Regions from separate parts of the Mus musculus genome. Here region 1 is linked to region 2. The links are chromatin contacts, called in public HiChIP or PLAC-seq maps. All regions are on one chromosome and are shown on one strand. Each heading gives the region's core, a stretch centred on a gene start, on an enhancer-like site or on the middle of the called end of the contact. The rest is flanking DNA. Distances are from core to core; before and after follow the strand shown.

Region 1 (3,409 bases), core at 233-2,732, 460 kb before region 2:
GAGAAGAAACTATAAATGCAAGACTTGTTAATCTCAATGTCTGTCCCCAGTGACAAACTTCCTTCAGCAGGACTGCAACCACAGGTAAAGGAAATAGGTAAAACACTCAGGTGATACACTCTGGGGGCACAACCACCTTAGGAGGACACCCCATCGTCCCATAAGTCTAGAGGACCTTGGGATTAGTCAGAGTTGTCCAAATGATCCTAGCCTTGAGCAGAGCTGAGGAAGTGGAAGAAAGCACTGGGCCTGCATCTCAAGTGTGGGCATGTGCTCACAGTGCAAGTGGGACACCCATTCCCCAGCTTGAAAGGGAGTAGAAGAAGGTTGTGAGGTTATACTGGTGTCTCTTAGAATTTTCTAGAACTTGGGACAATACTTCTGTTGCCATCTTTCTCCCCTTTTAATGCCTAACTAAATTTAATTTATTGTGTGTGCACATGTGGGCATGTGCACTTGCATGCTTATGGGTGTGTATGTTCATATGTATGAAGGTGCACATATGTATGTTCATGTGGAGGCTGAAGGACAACCCTAGGTATCATCCTAAGGAATTCCACCTGTTTTCTTTAAGACAGTGTCTCTCATTGGCCTGGAGCTTACCAGTTAGGCTAGGCTGCTGCTCAGGGAGTTCTAGGAATCCTCCTGCCTCTGTCTTCCCAGTACTGAGATTACAAATGTGCAATCATGCCTGGCATGGGTTCTAAGTCAAACTCAGGTCCTTGCAGTTTCAAGACAAGAGTGTGCTGGCTGAGTCATCTCTTTCTAGACTTTCTCCCCATTGCCATTTTATGGCAGAATAGTTGTAGGAAGGGCAGGATAGCAATGTCTGTTCCTCATAGCTGTGTACCAGCAAAACATGTTGAGCAGCCATTGGGACTTGATCTGACCATCACAGTTTCTCTATAACCCTGTTTCCCATCCTTCTTTACCCCCTAGACTGTTGGCAGGGCAGGGTCTCAGCCTTAACCCTGAACTGATGTTCCCTGGGCAAGGAAAGGGCAACAGAGGATGTGAATGCTTTTAGAGACAGAGCTGCAGCCTGGTGGGAGGAGTCTTGGAGGTTGCCTCCAAGCTCCCAGAGGCTGCCTGGGATGGTCAATGGTTACACAAGGTCCTGGGCTCAGCACAATTCTATCATATTGTGAGGCTATTGACTGAAGGGTGTTTCAGGTGCTAGAACAGGAAGGCAGTGTCATTGCCAGACAAAGGATGTGTCTTCATGTTAGCCCATCATGCCTGCCACTCTAGGGTTCACAAGTTTCTCACCACACTGACATAGCCAGAGGTCATCAGTGGTGCTACTCACTCCCTCATACCGGTAGTTTGTGAAGTCAGTGCACTTGCTGACAATGAGTGAATTTCTTTCTCAGCCTCCGTCATTTTGAGCACCTCAATGTATTTAGAGAAACTGAAGAAGAAACTGTTAGGCTCTAATTTGGCACATTTTCTATGGAACAGCTGTGCATGAAGGAAACTGTACAACGGCACCAATGCAGAGCCCAGTTATTTGGTCAAAGGCGGATCTATGTGCTGCTGGGCAAGTCTCCATCTGTGAGAACTGGATTTGGAGCATATTGGAAAGGAAAATGCACAATGTGATCGTTTGATTCCAGGTGGGCAGGAAGGGACTGAGGCTGGAACCTGTGGCTTGTCGACAGGAGGACTCAGCAAGGGTGAAGTCTGGGTGACTCACCCCAGGCCAGCATCCACCACCCAGATAGGTGACAGGAAGCAGTGGGGACCCTGTGGCCTTGTGGATGAGGCCCCAGCATATTGTAACTTGTGTGGGATGAGACTAGAAAGCATTAGCAGGAGGAGGCAGGGGCTAGTGAATTCCAGGTACTCTGTGTTCAGGTCAGAGAGAATCTTGAGGTTTGAATCCACCAGACTGAGGAGGAAGCCTTTTTGACTGTGTCCTATCAGGTATGAAAAGAAATCAGGGCAACAGTCCTCAGGCGTCACCTGGGCTATCACGTAGCCTTCCACTCCCTAGGCTGAGTGATCACTCCTCTGTCCATAATGTACTTGTGAATGTACTCAAGTAGACACACACAAAGATGCATGGGTGCATACTACTTATAGTTACAAATATGCATACATACATATATACATACATACACCTCATACAAACACACACAGACACACAGACACACGACACTGTCACCTTGGCATTGTGAAGATACACCACAACACAGTGCAGGCCACACCTTTCAGCTCCTGTCTTCCCTGTTTCCTATGACCTCATAGTACAGGCTTGGAAATGGAAACTTTTAGTTTCTTTGGAAACTCAGTTGTAGCATGTGATATTTTTTTCCTGGAAACTGTCTTATAAGAGGATTTTTTTTTTTTTTTTTTTTTTTTTTTGCTAAAGCAGACACATGGGAGGGTGTTTTTTTCTGAGAACAGACACATGGTATTTTTTCTGGAGGCAGAGTGGAAAAAGGGCATGTGATGTTTTGCTAGAGCAGACACACTTGAGTGAACATATGATATTTGGAAAGGGTATAAATATAATCCAATAGCAAGTGGATGATGCTGTGTGGTATTGGTACACCTTTCCACTCTTTGATGGGCATTGTTTGTCATAGATTTCATAGATAGAAATGCACCAAAGAATTTTTGGTGGTGTTCTGGCGGCTGTAGAGGGAAGTGTTAATTTTTTAATTGGTTTATCATTGTGCCAATAAATAAGATGAGAACGAATTGCTGGGCAGAGGGGGGAAAGGTGGGATTTCTGATCTCAGGAGGAAGAGAAGGGATGAGAGAATGAGGGGGCTGTTTGGACCAGGTTTTGGAATGAGAAGGCATGACAAGCATATAAGGTCTTAGGGCAACCAGAACCTGTGGTGGCCTTGAATTGTTGATCCGGGATAGCTAATAAGTTCAGGGGAATAGATTTTTATGTCCATCAATTATGTTATCTGGCAAGTTTTAAAATACTAAACTGTCTAGTGTTTTCTATCTGAGGGGCTAAGGTGGGCAGGAGGAGAAAGAGAGCAACCAGGGCAGTTGTTGGCAGCTTGGCAAAGCTAGCCAGAAGGAATGGGCAAATTGGAATTGAGGCTAATGGCAGCCAATCTCAAAGCTAAGCCGGGAGTGGTCAGAGTGCAGGCTGAGCTCCTGGGAAGGAGGAATTGTGGTTTCTTAAAATTACACGCAACAGGTGACTTCTTGCCACTTCTGAGGCCTAGGGCCAATTGTCAGAACCTCACAGTTTCTTCTAGATCGAACTATCATTGCTGATTTGTAAGTAGTGTTTGCAAGTGGATCAAGCTACCACTGCTGATTCATGTGAACTGAACTGCTGATATCCTGACCACAGATTGGATTTGCTCCAAAGAACTATTTCTAAACAGTTCTAACAGGTCCACATCTTCCTTTTTCCTATTAACCTTTTTTCCCCACT
Region 2 (3,931 bases), core at 199-2,698:
CCTTTAATAGAGATTCCAAGTGCCTTGTCTGGAGCCACTTCTTTCCCCAGATCTGACTATTCACTGAAGTGAGTCTAAATCCTACTATTTATGCACTGATGTCCTATACTGCAATGTTGCTGGAGCACATTATTACATACTGCACTGTTATTTACTAGTTTGTTCTCCACTTGACATGGCCCCTCGAATCCAGGAGAACATGTCTTCTCTATGCTTTCTGTAGCTAGAACAATGAAGGTCCATTACCTGAGCATGGTATGAAATGAAATGTTAGGCATCTCATGATTCTACTCTGACAAATGACCTCACCAACATTCCACAGACATACACAGTACATTCCAGTTTCGAGATCATCAAAACAAGGAAGGTTGTTCTGGAAGCCTACTGAGAGCTACCTTGATGGTAGGGAAGGTCCAATGGTCCCACCCCCACACATATTTTCAAACTGCATTCATTGGTATCTTTTGCCTTTATGCTTGGAGCACATGATCTATCTAAGTAAAAGGGAACAGCTCTGGATGAGGTTTGCAGCCATAAATGTCATTAATGTAAGTAGCTTAGACTCTTGCATGTGGTAATGTCCAATCAGGAGTGAATGAGAGCAGGAGAGTGAGGAGGGACAGACAGAGGCAGAGGCAGAGACAGAGACAGAGAAAATTATTGCTGGGTGTATACAGATCTACATGTGCATATGGAGACCAGAAGGTAGCATTATGTGCCTTCTATTATTCTCTGGTTTGGTATTTTGAGACAAAATTCTCACTGAACATGGACCTCATTAATTTGGCAAGGCTAGCTGGCCTGAAATCCTCAAGGGTGCTCCTGTCTCTTCCTGCTCTTCTTTGGAATGTGTCATCATGCCTGGATTTTACAGGAGTGCTGGGCACCTGAATTCAGGTCCTGATGCTCAGGCTTAAGGTTAGGGGCGAGTTTTCCTACAGCAAGCTGAAAGCTGGGAAATGTTTGACATGGGTGAAACATGTTCCTGTGAAGGAATTTGAACAGATCACTGCACCTTTTGGAAGTTACTTCTTCTGATGAAGGAGTTTCAACATTACCTCTTCGATTCTTTTTCTGCCGTTGTTATTGTTTCAAAAATGACATAACTCTATCATCTCAATGGTTTAGTTTTTGTGCAAGTCAAGCTGCAATCAGTTGTTCTTTTAGAAAATAATAAGTCAGAAGAGGAGGGGCTTGCGAGCAAGAATACTGTCAAGAGAGCAGCCCTCCAGCCATACCCCACAAGTCAGGTGAAGGAGTCAGCTGCAGGCTCTGCTGCTCCTCTCCAGGAGACTGTCTGCACACCGGGTCAGGTCACTACACCAGAGGCTGGGCCCTCATCCGAATGCTCATTAATGTGCCTGCAGCATCCTTTCCTCTCTCTGATGCAGCCTGACGGCTCTACTCAGAGGATCTCTAATTAGCGCCTCACATTGGACAGCTCCAGGGAGAGACACCAGGCTTCGTCCAACATCTGTGCAGCAGGCTGGGACGGACAATCTGCTTTCAGTGTATACACTCTGACTCAAATTAAGGGGAAGAGGAGGAAAGAGCATTCCAACATACAGCACAAATCAGAAACCCTGGGGAAAAAAATTGCAGAAAATGTTGGTTCCCAGTATCCCACTCCCTCATCCCACGTAATGGCTTTGACTCTCTGTTGCCCTCAAAGGAGGCAACTACAACCCTAAAGGCAGGTGACAATACCAGAAGGGGACTTGTTCTTTGGTGACTCAAAGGAGGGGGTCTATTCTAGACCCACCCTGACACATGCTCCAGAATAACTGAGCATTAATCATATGTAACTGGACAGGCATGGCAGACATCCCTTGGCCACTGCTTCCACCATTGCTTTAATCACTGAGCCTCTGACAGTCAGACACTCAAGCAGGTTGTGGAGGAGAGCTCCAGCTGTTCTCTTCCTTCCATCTTCTCTTTCACTCAGAGTTTAAAATTACAGACGTTTCCACAGTCTCTTCTACCTTCAAGAAGTTTTGAATCTCAACCTATCAATAGCAAGATGTTCCCAGGAGTAATATTGGGTAATCTGGAAAAAACCTAAAGATTAACAACCTAGAATCAAGAAGACGCTCTAGTCCGTTTCCAAATCAAGGTGGGCACTTGTGGCGTGAGAAGTTTCCAATCCTATGGAGGGCCCAGTTAGAGTGCTGGGTGAGGACCACCGGGAGGTATAACGTAACTGAGACTATTCCCAGAATTCTCTGAGATTTAGCAGGAGAGACTTTCTTCTAGGCACACACCTTACTCAACCATCACTGTGTGGGAAAGGGCAGAGCCACTCGCCACAGTGAGAAATTAACAGGAAAGACAGCACACCAGCAACTGCTGACATGGCTCTGTGCACTACACAGCTCTGAACCTCCCATCTGATTTCTTGAGCTGTACTATTACAACCTGGAAAACCAGAAAATAAAAGATCCCCCTTTTTTTTGAAAGTGGATTTAAAGATTAGGAATACGAATGGCAGATGTGCCTAGATTAACAGAGGACTCTGAGGAAGAATGTGGTGATGCCACTGTCCAGCCATGCTGTCAGCATCAGCATCCTCACCAGCATCAGCATCCTCACCACCAGCAGCATCCTCACCAGAAGCAGCATCCTCACCAGCATCAACATCCTCACCAGCATCAGCATCCTCACCACCACCAGCATCCTCACCAGAAGCAGCAGCACCCCAGAACCATCTACAGCATCCTACCTGTGAGCATTACCCCATATAGCATCAGCATCGTCAACAGCAGAAGCATCCCTACTATCAGCAGCATCCTCACCACCAGCATTGCTCTTGCCACTTTGTGCTGACCTTCTGGTGACCTTCTAGTGAAAAGAATAACTCTAACATGGCCCTATCTTCAAACAGCTTGAAGGTCAACTGACAAGCTAGGCCAGAGAAACCGATGGCAAATTAATACCACACTACACAGAGGTTCAGAAAAGAAATATTCTTCGGAATGGGGTGATTGCATTCAGTGTGGCTGGTCAGAGCTGAAGCCTGCCTCATTTGCCCACCTTCCCAGGTAGTTGAGACAGTAGCTCCCCTTGCTGTTAGCTTTTCAGGCTATAGTGTTAGAGGCAACATCAAGCCTCCTTATTAGACCAGTGTGCCTCTCTTAGAGACCATACCCAATCTCTGCTGGTATAACTATTGTTCAGACTGACAGGAAAGCCCAGAGGGCCTGGGAGTCCAACAGGACACTCTGTATAGACAGAAACTCATCGACACACTGGCCACTCAGCTCTTCAGATATTCTCTTAGCCAAGGATCCACAACAAACCAGGAAACTCAAATCAAGACCCTGTTGGCTACATAACACACATCTTTTCTGGTGTGCCCAAAGGCAGTTGTTGACAGTCCTGTTGATCAAGATGTAGCCTCTGGCCTGACATGACAGTGGGGGAGGGGTCATGTCCAAGGCTTCTTAATGAGATGGCCTCATAGCAAGACACACTGGATCTCTGGTTGCCAAGGGAATAAAGGGAGGCACCAGCCATTCAGCACTGATCACTGGTAGAAGGCCATTTAGCCATGGGAACCATGGAGAATGGTGTTTTTCTTTTTCTGTCTTTTTGTCAGTTTGTCACAGATCTCTGTCTGTCTGCCTACCTTTCTCGACTTGTCTGATCCATCCCTGTCCGTGTGTGTGTGTGTGTGTGTGTGTGTGTGTGTGTGTGTGTCTACTTCTCTCTGTGTGTCTCAATCTCTGTATCTTTGTGTATTTCTCTCTTCACCTTTGTGTTTGTATGTCGCTCTAGACCTATCTCTTTCCTCTCCCTGTCTCTCTATACTTGATTCATTCTCTCGCTGTCTCTCTGTCTCTCCGTCTCTCTGTCTGTCTCTGTCTCTCCCTCCCACTCTCTATTTCTTGATCTATGCCTCAACATCCAGTGGTGTCAATTTCCAGTAGAGCTC

The links. HiChIP or PLAC-seq counts read pairs in DNA pulled down with a chosen protein or histone mark.
Region 1: a contact with region 2 is called in an H3K27ac HiChIP or PLAC-seq map of SST interneurons, with 9 times the contacts expected there. The contact joins two enhancer-like sites. A contact is called at or near these places in 3 of 484 Hi-C or Micro-C datasets (cortical neurons and ventral hippocampal neurons) and 3 of 115 datasets of contacts at active chromatin or transcription factors (SST interneurons, astrocytes and embryonic stem cells).

The regions. Positions count from the first base shown.
Region 1 is chr12:117,310,339-117,313,747 of GRCm38.p6, reverse strand. All of the region lies in intron 1 of Gm5441 (predicted gene 5441), which reads left to right. Among named protein-coding and RNA genes, the nearest start is that of Gm5441, 25 kb to the left of the region's middle. Within about 2 kb of position 1,482, at least 3 of the 459 cell types and tissues checked have an H3K27ac peak or open chromatin away from gene starts, as enhancers often do. A contact at or near this core is called in SST interneurons, where this site is marked.
Region 2 is chr12:116,853,943-116,857,873 of GRCm38.p6, reverse strand. All of the region lies in intron 5 of Ptprn2 (protein tyrosine phosphatase, receptor type, N polypeptide 2), which reads right to left. Among named protein-coding and RNA genes, the nearest start is that of Gm31336, 99 kb to the right of the region's middle. Within about 2 kb of position 1,448, at least 9 of the 459 cell types and tissues checked have an H3K27ac peak or open chromatin away from gene starts, as enhancers often do. A contact at or near this core is called in SST interneurons, where this site is marked.